Linked DNA regions of Macaca mulatta: regions 2 and 3 are each linked to region 1. Evidence: chromatin contacts called from public Hi-C data. All regions are on one chromosome and are shown on one strand. The core of a region is the stretch at or near the end of the contact, and the rest is flanking DNA. Distances in the headings are between cores, read along the strand shown. Region 1 holds the start of UBN2 (ubinuclein 2). Region 2 holds the start of FMC1 (formation of mitochondrial complex V assembly factor 1). Region 3 holds the start of IFT56 (intraflagellar transport 56).

Evidence for each region. A called contact is a pair of places that touch in the nucleus more often than the background predicts.
Region 2: a contact with region 1 is called in a Hi-C map of liver, with 1.9 times the contacts expected there. The contact joins the promoter of FMC1 here to the promoter of UBN2 in region 1. A contact is called at or near these places in 2 of 14 Hi-C or Micro-C datasets (fetal cortex germinal zone and liver).
Region 3: a contact with region 1 is called in a Hi-C map of liver, with 4 times the contacts expected there. The contact joins the promoter of IFT56 here to the promoter of UBN2 in region 1. A contact is called at or near these places in 3 of 14 Hi-C or Micro-C datasets (blood, fetal cortex germinal zone and liver).

The regions. Positions count from the first base shown.
Region 1 is chr3:179,071,276-179,073,975 of T2T-MMU8v2.0, forward strand. UBN2 (ubinuclein 2) reads left to right here and starts at 1,347. Exons shown (of 19, transcript XR_013415641.1): 1 at 1,347-2,569.
Region 2 is chr3:179,181,246-179,183,945 of T2T-MMU8v2.0, forward strand. FMC1 (formation of mitochondrial complex V assembly factor 1) reads left to right here and starts at 1,279. Exons shown (of 2, transcript NM_001194423.2): 1 at 1,279-1,546. The coding sequence starts at 1,409. It overlaps LOC144339986, which reads left to right and starts at 101. Exons shown (of 2, transcript XM_077997542.1): 1 at 101-528; 2 at 1,225-1,362. The coding sequence starts at 222. The coding sequence ends at 1,247. TRNAR-CCU (transfer RNA arginine (anticodon CCU)) reads left to right here and starts at 711; the gene lies at 711-783.
Region 3 is chr3:178,970,272-178,972,971 of T2T-MMU8v2.0, forward strand. IFT56 (intraflagellar transport 56) reads left to right here and starts at 1,312. Exons shown (of 18, transcript XM_001106020.5): 1 at 1,312-1,408; 2 at 2,208-2,345. The coding sequence starts at 1,406.

The DNA of each region.
Region 1 (2,700 bases), core at 97-2,596:
CCCACAGACCATCAGTTTGCAGTCTCTGAGCTAAACTGTGGAGGATATTGAATATGAGTATACATTCATAGAACTTAGTTTGTAGGTAAGTTGCAGCCAGAGCAGAGAATGATATAATAAAAACTCTTTTAGAGATATTAATATGACCCCGTCTCAAGACTGGCGGGGATAGAGACTGAAGGCAGGTCATTTAAGTATCACAAAGACAATCTAAAAATGAGACCCGAATTCGTAATCAGAAAAGGAGCAATGGGGAAGGAGATAACGGAGGTAAAACATGGTGCCGAGGAGAAAAGATAGGGTTTTAGAGTTGGGAGAGATCTTTGGAATCATAGATTTCATCACCATCTTCGTCCAAGTAGAGAAAGTAATAGGAGAGGAAAAAATAGTACCCTCTCAGAATTTGTCTATGACGTCACAGACTTAATAAAAGAGCTTTCAACAGTTAATCCAGTTAATGCAATTAACAGAAGGCTTGGATGTGAAGGGCGACCCCTCAAATTTACTTTTTATTCAATGGATTAAAATGGCCAGTAATTCTCATCCTTTCAGACCTGACTTCCAATTAATTAATTACAAGTGAGCCTATGGGGCGTGCCCAATCAATTCCTTCCCCAACCTGAAATGGGTCCTTTAGCATTCTTTTAAACAGTACGTTTCCTGAAATACCACCAAACCCTCTTAAGAAGTTTTCTATGATTTCAACAGTTTAGGCCTTCTGAATGAGCCCAGAACTCTTCACCTGCTTGTTAATTTTCCAACTGCAAAGCGTTATTGAACATTTAATGACCCTGCCCCACGCAACGCCCACTGCGGCCGGGCGAGGGAAACCAGAGTAGGTCGAGGAAGGAGAGGCCTGCGCTTTCGGGAGGGAAGCCGCTGGGGCTAGTCGGGCTGAAGGTGGGCACTTCCTTTTTTCCCTCGATACTTAGGGCTACGGGGACACAGGCCTGGCAGGCACGACGGCCGGCGCGTCTGTCTACCTTTGCCCAGAGTCCGCCTTGAATAATCAGCTAACAACCCCAGTTCCCTTGAACCCAGCGCGGGAGACCCGGCGCCATGGCTAGGTCGGTCTCAGGCACATCCCGATGCTCGCCCCGGGAAGCTCCTGGAGCGCCTCTGGTTTCCGGGTACGAATAGGAAGCTGCTCCGGAAACCCCAGAACCCTCCCTTTGAGAAAGGGTGCAGACGGCGTCTCCGTTTCCACGGAAACAGGCCGAGCCATGTCGTCACTTCCGCCGACCTGTCTGGACGCCAGACTGTTGGGAGGAAAAGAGGAAAACTGAGCAACAGCCACGACAGTGGACGCGAGCGTCTCCTCTGTGCGCATGCGCCCGCTCAGCGGCCTGCTTCTATTTATGTGGGGGATCCAACATGGCGGCCGCGGCGACCCTGGCGATGGCGGTGAAGCCCATCAGAACGTAGTAGCGGGGAAGGGGACGCGGTCCGCACTCACCGTGGCGTCGGCGGAGACGGCTGAGGGTGGTGGAGGGAAGAAAAGCGACGGAGAGCAAGAGGAAGGGCGGGCAGGCACGCAGCGCGGCGTAGAAGCGAGCGCCGGCTCGAGCTAAAGCAGAGGGCCAGAACAGTGGGGATGGCGGAGCCGCGCAGAGTAGCGTTCATTAGCTTGTCACCGGTGCGGCGGCGCGAGGCCGAGTACCCGGGGCCCGAGCGCGAGCCCGAGTACCCCCGCGAACCCCCCCGGCTGGAGCCGCAGCCGTACCGCGAGCCGGCCCGGGCGGAGCCGCCGGCCCCGCGGGAGCCTGCCCCCCGCTCGGACGCGCAGCCCCCGCCGCGGGAGAAGCCGCTCCCCCAGCGCGAGGTCAGCCGCGCCGAGCCGCCCATGTCGCTGCAGCGCGAGCCCCCGCGGCCCGAGCCACCGCCGCCGCTCCCGCAGCTGCCCTTGCAGCCGCCCCCGCCGCGGGAGTCGGCTTCCCGGGCTGAGCAGCCGCCGCGGCCGCCGAGGGAGACGGTGCGCCTGGAGCTGGTGCTCAAGGACCCCACCGACGAGAGCTGCGTGGAGTTCAGTTACCCGGAGCTGCTGCTGTGCGGAGAACAACGGGTACAGAAGATTCCTCCCTCCTGCCCCAGACCCCGAGAGCCTCAGGACCCGCCGTCTTCCCCAGCTGGTTTGCACCTTGGGACGCCCACCGAGCGCGTCCGGGTCGCCCCGAGGGTGGGGTGCGGGGGGCCGGGGCCGAGCGGGTGGACGGGGCGGTGAGCGCTGCTTCCTCCACTCCCTGGGGTGGCCGAGGCTCTCACCCGGCCGCACCGAATCCCCAAACCCCCGGCGCTCGCTCCCAACGCCGCGCCGAGCCTGTTTTCTTGTGCACTTTTCGGAACCTCAGATTTTCCTTCTTTCCTTTCTGCACCCCACACAAAATCCTGGGGCCCTGCAGGCCGTGTGGCTGGGTTCTCCCTGTGGCGCTACAGCTGTCGTTCCAGTAGAAAGGAAGAGAAAACCTTGGGGGACACGCCCCCCAGTCTGAAGCAGAGAGATTGTGTAACCCCTCTCGTATCATCCTCATCCTCATCACTATTTGTTTTGCTGGGCGCCGTGGCTGCTGAGGTGTGCTTGCGTGCCTGTGATATTTTTCTTAATCGAAGGGAATTTAAGAATAATTAAAGGTTTTCAGAGACTAAGGATCCCACTTTAGGAATGGAGAAGTGGGTTAGTTAATCTGGTTACTAATTTTTCTC
Region 2 (2,700 bases), core at 29-2,528, 110 kb after region 1:
TTCAAGCAATTCTCCTGTCTCAGCCTCCCGAGTAGCTGGGATTACAAGCATGCGCCACCACGCCCGGCTAATTTTGTATTTTTGGCAGAGACAGGGTTTCTCCGTGTTGGTCAGGTTGGTTTCGCACTCCCGACCTAAGATGATCTGAGGCTGATCCGCCCGCCTCGGCCGCCCAAAATGCTGGGATTACAGGCGTAAGCAACCGCGCTCGGCCTGCGGAAATGGCCTCAACGCTTCAACCGGAAGCAGAAACTGACCGCGGCAGGCACCACCTAACGGCCGCTGGAGCAAATCTCCACCCGGAAAGTCGCAACACCGGAAAAGGTCAGACTGTTTCCGGTAAAAACCCAACAGGGCTGACGTTCAGAGGGCGAGTCTCGAATATCCGGCCAATTTGCCCAGCGCGCGTGCTCCGCGACGGCGTATGCCTGCTTTTGCGCAGGCGCGGGGACTACTGCGCAGGCAAGCGCGTACGCAAACGCGTGCGCGTGCCCGTTCAACGTCCGGAGCATCGGTGCAGTTTCGAGGGTAAAGCGTTTGGCGCAGTAATGTGGACTTTTGTTCTCTAACTACAAGTCCCAGCATACGTCACCCCTCACGTGGGCGCTAGGTGTGGTTTCGTGGGATAGGGTAAGGCAAAAATGAAATGACGATGACGTACCAAAGAGGAAAATAATTGAATATGTTGTTTGAGCGCGTCACTCACAGAAGCCCCAGTGGCCTAATGGATAAGGCATTGGCCTCCTAAGCCAGGGATTGTGGGTTCGAGTCCCATCTGGGGTGGCCTGAGATTTTTGGCCTTTCAAGTACATTTTTACCTTTCTAAACAAAGCGAAATATGCCAACTTTACTTTTTTTTTTTTTTTTTAAATGGGAAGCGCGTGTGTTTGTGTTTTTACTAGCTGCAATTTTCGAGAATCTGCACACTCCCATGTCCTTTTTCTGAGCCGCAGGTGCCCTGGGATTTGGGGAAACGTCAGTACGTTGACTTTTGATATCCCTTCTATAAATCATTTTAAAATGTCTTCTCAGCGTGTTCCGTATCAAATCCACACCCACACCCCGCGCTGGGCCCGCTCCTCCTGAGACTCAGCGGTTGGTCGGCTAACGGGCATCTTAAATGACGTCGTGAAGAAAGGCCCCTATTTACCCAAATCCTTGTTGTGGGTTAGAGGACCTGGTAGCGTCAGTTAACGCTTGGGTTTTGTTTGCTTTTCTTGTTAGGGCGCCCCTCGGCCTTCGATTAATAAGGCTCGGTACAACGGACAAGTGAGCGGTTCCACTGCTAGTCAGTCGATAGGAGGAGCCGGTAGTCGTCCGACCGTACCATTAGGCGCCCGGCCGGGAGGAGGGGTTTTGCAGGGTCGTAGGACGCCGTCGGGCACCAGGCTCGGAGAAGGACAGGAAAATGGCGGCCTTAGGGTCCCCGGCGCGCACTTTGCGAGGACTTCTGCGGGAGTTGCGCTACCTGAGCGCGGCCACCGGCCGACCCTATCGCGACACCGCGGCCTATCGGTACCTTGTGAAGGCTTTCCGTGCACATCGGGTACGGGAGCCCTGTCCCAGGTTCTCCGCGTGCTGGGGAGGGAGGAAGAGTCGGGTCTGGGCTGGGATGGGGAGCACGGTGTCTAATTACGGCATTTCTGAGGCCAACCCTCCCACGGAGCCCTGGTTCTGACCAAACCAACCCAGGCCCTAGGCTCCATGCTCTGGCATAAACTCGGGGACCAAAGGACCGGCGGGGGCGCAGAGTCGCTCTGGGGACGTCAGTCTGTCCTGCAAAGGGGCGGACCCGTCCCAAAGGATTTCATTGGCTGGTCTGTTTCCTTTGTGGAGGGTAAAGTCAGGAAAGTGGAATAGAGGAAATGCTGGGGATTAAAGAATGAAGATGGACTTGAAGGGTGTACTGTCACTAGATTTAAAGCCACAGCATTTGGCCAACAATCTCCTCGTCCGTCCCCTAGAAAAGTTATTCCAATAAGCATTTCTTTTTGAGACGGAAAAGAAAAACTGGGCTTTAGGGAAGGAAACTTGCTGCCCTTGAGCAATGTTGGGAAAGGGAGAACGATCAACTGTCGAATTTCTGAGCCATGGACGTCAGAATGTAAAATCTTAGAACTCAAATTCACCTAGTTTTTAAAAGGTGATAACTTAGGGGTTGTGCTAGGAACCTAGTCTAAATAGAAAGAATCAGATGCACATGGGTCCTGTCCTTTAAGAAGCTTGCTCCCCACCTGAGGGAGCAATACAGTAAAGCACTTAGGATAAATAAGTGCTCAAGGTGTAGACAACAGGGGCTGGGGTATAAAGAAGGGGTAGTTAGGGAAGGTTTTCCGGAGGAAATTAATCAGGGACCTGAGGGCTAATTTGGAGTTAGCAAGTAAATTGGGGTTAGGGTCCAGATTTAAAAGCTAAACAATTGAAAGCCAAAGGGGAGAAAAATTGCCAATTGAGAGTGGTTTAGCCCTAGGGTGTGTGGATGAAGTGGAGGTAGATGAGGTGGTAGGCGGAACAAGAATTTAAACTTTTTTGTAAGTGTAATGGGAAGCCATTCTAAGATTGCGATCTCGGCTCAGCGCAACCTCCGCTTCCCAGGTTCAAGCGATTCTCCTGCCTCAGCCTCCCAAGTAGTACAGGCATGCGACACCATGCCCAGATAATTTTATTTTTCTTGGAGACGGGTTTCTCCATGTTGGTCAG
Region 3 (2,700 bases), core at 62-2,561, 100 kb before region 1:
TGTAGCCTGAATCAGGTTCCAGAACTACTTTCTCTTGTTGCTTTATAATTCGGACTTGGTCCTTTCCAATTTCCCCTCCTCCTTGGGATGTGACTGCCAGGAAGGAGCCTTCCTAGTGACATGAGGTTTGATCAAATACACGGCCTGAGAATATAATTCTTCTATAATGCTTTCTCCGAAAGCTTTTGAAGAAAAGGGAAAATGTGAAAAGAAAATTTCAGCACCTTCCAAACATATTATGCCAAGGGGAAACGTTAAGCCCTGTAAACTAACTCACAGAACATGGCTGTTTTTCTTCTCTGGTGCATGACTGTTGCTTCCTGATCTTTGTGTTGATGTTATATATTAACCAGATTTTTTATTCTTTATTCAGACTAAATGACGTTGGAGATAGAGACCCTTGTGATTGTTACCTCTTTACAATAGAATATTAAACATCCCCCTTAGAGTATAATCAATAGTAGTGAATTTAATCTTCTGTGTACGTTAGCCTCATCTTGAAAATGCTGTAATTATGTACAGCACCCCTGTTTTTGGCGATATAAACGACCCTCACCGTTCCCTACATCAGGGAGCACGGATCACCATTCTTTGCTGTCTGTGGTTCCCGGGATAGCCGCCCTCACACTTTGCACTTGAATAAACTCTTTCAATTGGATCCCTGAGCTTTTTAGGCTGACATTAGTTAACTAACAAGATGTTAGTTCTTCAGTCTGTTAATTCTGAGGGGTTGACCAGAGGTCCTGTAAGGTCTCTTCCAACTCTAACATTTCACGATTTCGTGAATTTAAAGATTATGGTTGCCCCTGCATTAACTGGGTTCCGGAGTAAGATAGATAAATTAAGTCATCCAATCGACAAATATTTATTACAGTTCTCTATTGTGTGTAGATGTATCTGTGGAAATAGGAAACTGTATTTTGATGCACTCCTGCCTCCAAATCACAGAACTACAACTCCTTCAGCAGAAATTTTCTAAGCTTCCCGCACCAGCCAGAGACCAAGATTCTGCGGTGCACGCAGCCAAGGGTTGCTATGGAGTCCAACGCGGCCCAAAACGGAAGTGGTCCCTGAAAATTTCCTTCCCAGAAAACTTGCATTTGAAAAACAATGCCATTCCAATTCGCCTTTTCCTAAAGTAAACTCATAAATAGAGACACAACCAAACTTTCGCTCTCAGCACAGAGAACGACGCTCTCCTCCCAAGAGGAACCGCTGCTCTTCCGCGGCAGAAGCTGCACGGAACCAAGAAGCCGCGGGCGCTGGTTCTCCAACGAGCTTTTCTCCCCGACGTACCAGCCTCGCGGCGGGGTTGCCGTGGAGACAGAGCGTCCTGTGTGGATGCGGCGAAACGCTGAGGCCCGGCCTTTGCTGTCTGGAGGGGACTCACAAGACCGACGTCAAGATGGTTAGTGGCTCTGAATAGTGAGGGATTACTTTGAGTAGGTCCTGAGGCTGGCGATTCGAGGTTCCCAGCACACTTCTGTGTAAAGTCTAGGTGTGTCCGCAGAGGGTAATCCCCAGCTCTCCCTGTGTTCCCACGGGGGACAGGGATGCAACTGTAGATACCTCGATGCTTTCTTCCCTCCTGCTTCTCCATTTACCCACATCTAAACCACTCGTGGGATGGGAAGCAGAGGAAGGGAAAGCTGAGATGACAGAAGCTGTGCGAAAGCATCTCTAGCCAGTGAAGATAAAGTTGGGAGTAGCTGTCTGGTCCTTCCTAAGTATTGGGTGATGGCTCTTCTACTAGAATACCTGTTACAAAGCAAGTGTGAATAGGCTTCCCTGGGGTTCGTTGTTAAGGATTTGACTTATAACTTTTTTTTTTTTTTTTTTTTTGAGACGGAGTCTCGCTCTGTTGCCCAGGCTGGAGTGCAGTGGCGTGATCTCAGCTCACAGCAAACTCCGCCTTCAGGTTCAAGCGTTCTTCTGCCTCAGCCTCCCGAGCAGCTGGGACTACAGGCACCTGCCACCATGCCCGGCTAATTTTTGCATTTTTAGTAGAGACGTGGTGTCACCATGTTGACCAGGCTGGTCTCGAACTCCTGACCTCATGATCCGCCCGCCTTGGCCTCCCAAAGTACTGGGATTACAGGCGTGAGCCACTGTGCCCAGCCTTGACTTTTAAACTATAGAGCTGCCACTCTCAGTTTAAATCTGATAATCAGAATTGGACCATACAGCTGTCTTTGTTTCTTTTACAGATGCTTTCAAGGGCCAAACCTGCTGTAGGCAGAGGCGTACAGCCCACTGACAAAAAAAAGAAGAAAGGTAGGAAGATTCCAAAACTAGAGGAGCTACTTTCAAAAAGAGATTTCACTGGAGCTATTACCCTATTGGAGGTAATGCCCAAAGAACATTGCTTCTTAGCATGTGAATACCAGACTGTAGATGAATGATTAGGTGAGAATGCTGGTTGCTCTGCTGTTGTAATAGGTGCGTGCATTCTGGGGCTTCCTGTACAAATCCCCTGTAAATCTAGTCAGGCACAGATTCCGGATTCTAAGTTAACTATAAACCTGATAAAAAATGAACTAAAAAACTAAATTTGGCTGGGCGCAATGGCTCACACCTGTAATCCCAGCACTTCGGGAGGCCAGCAGGCGGATCATGGGGTCAAGAGATCAAGACCATCGTGGCCAACATGATGAAACCCCGTCTCTTAAAAATACTAAAATTAACTGGGCATGGTGGCAC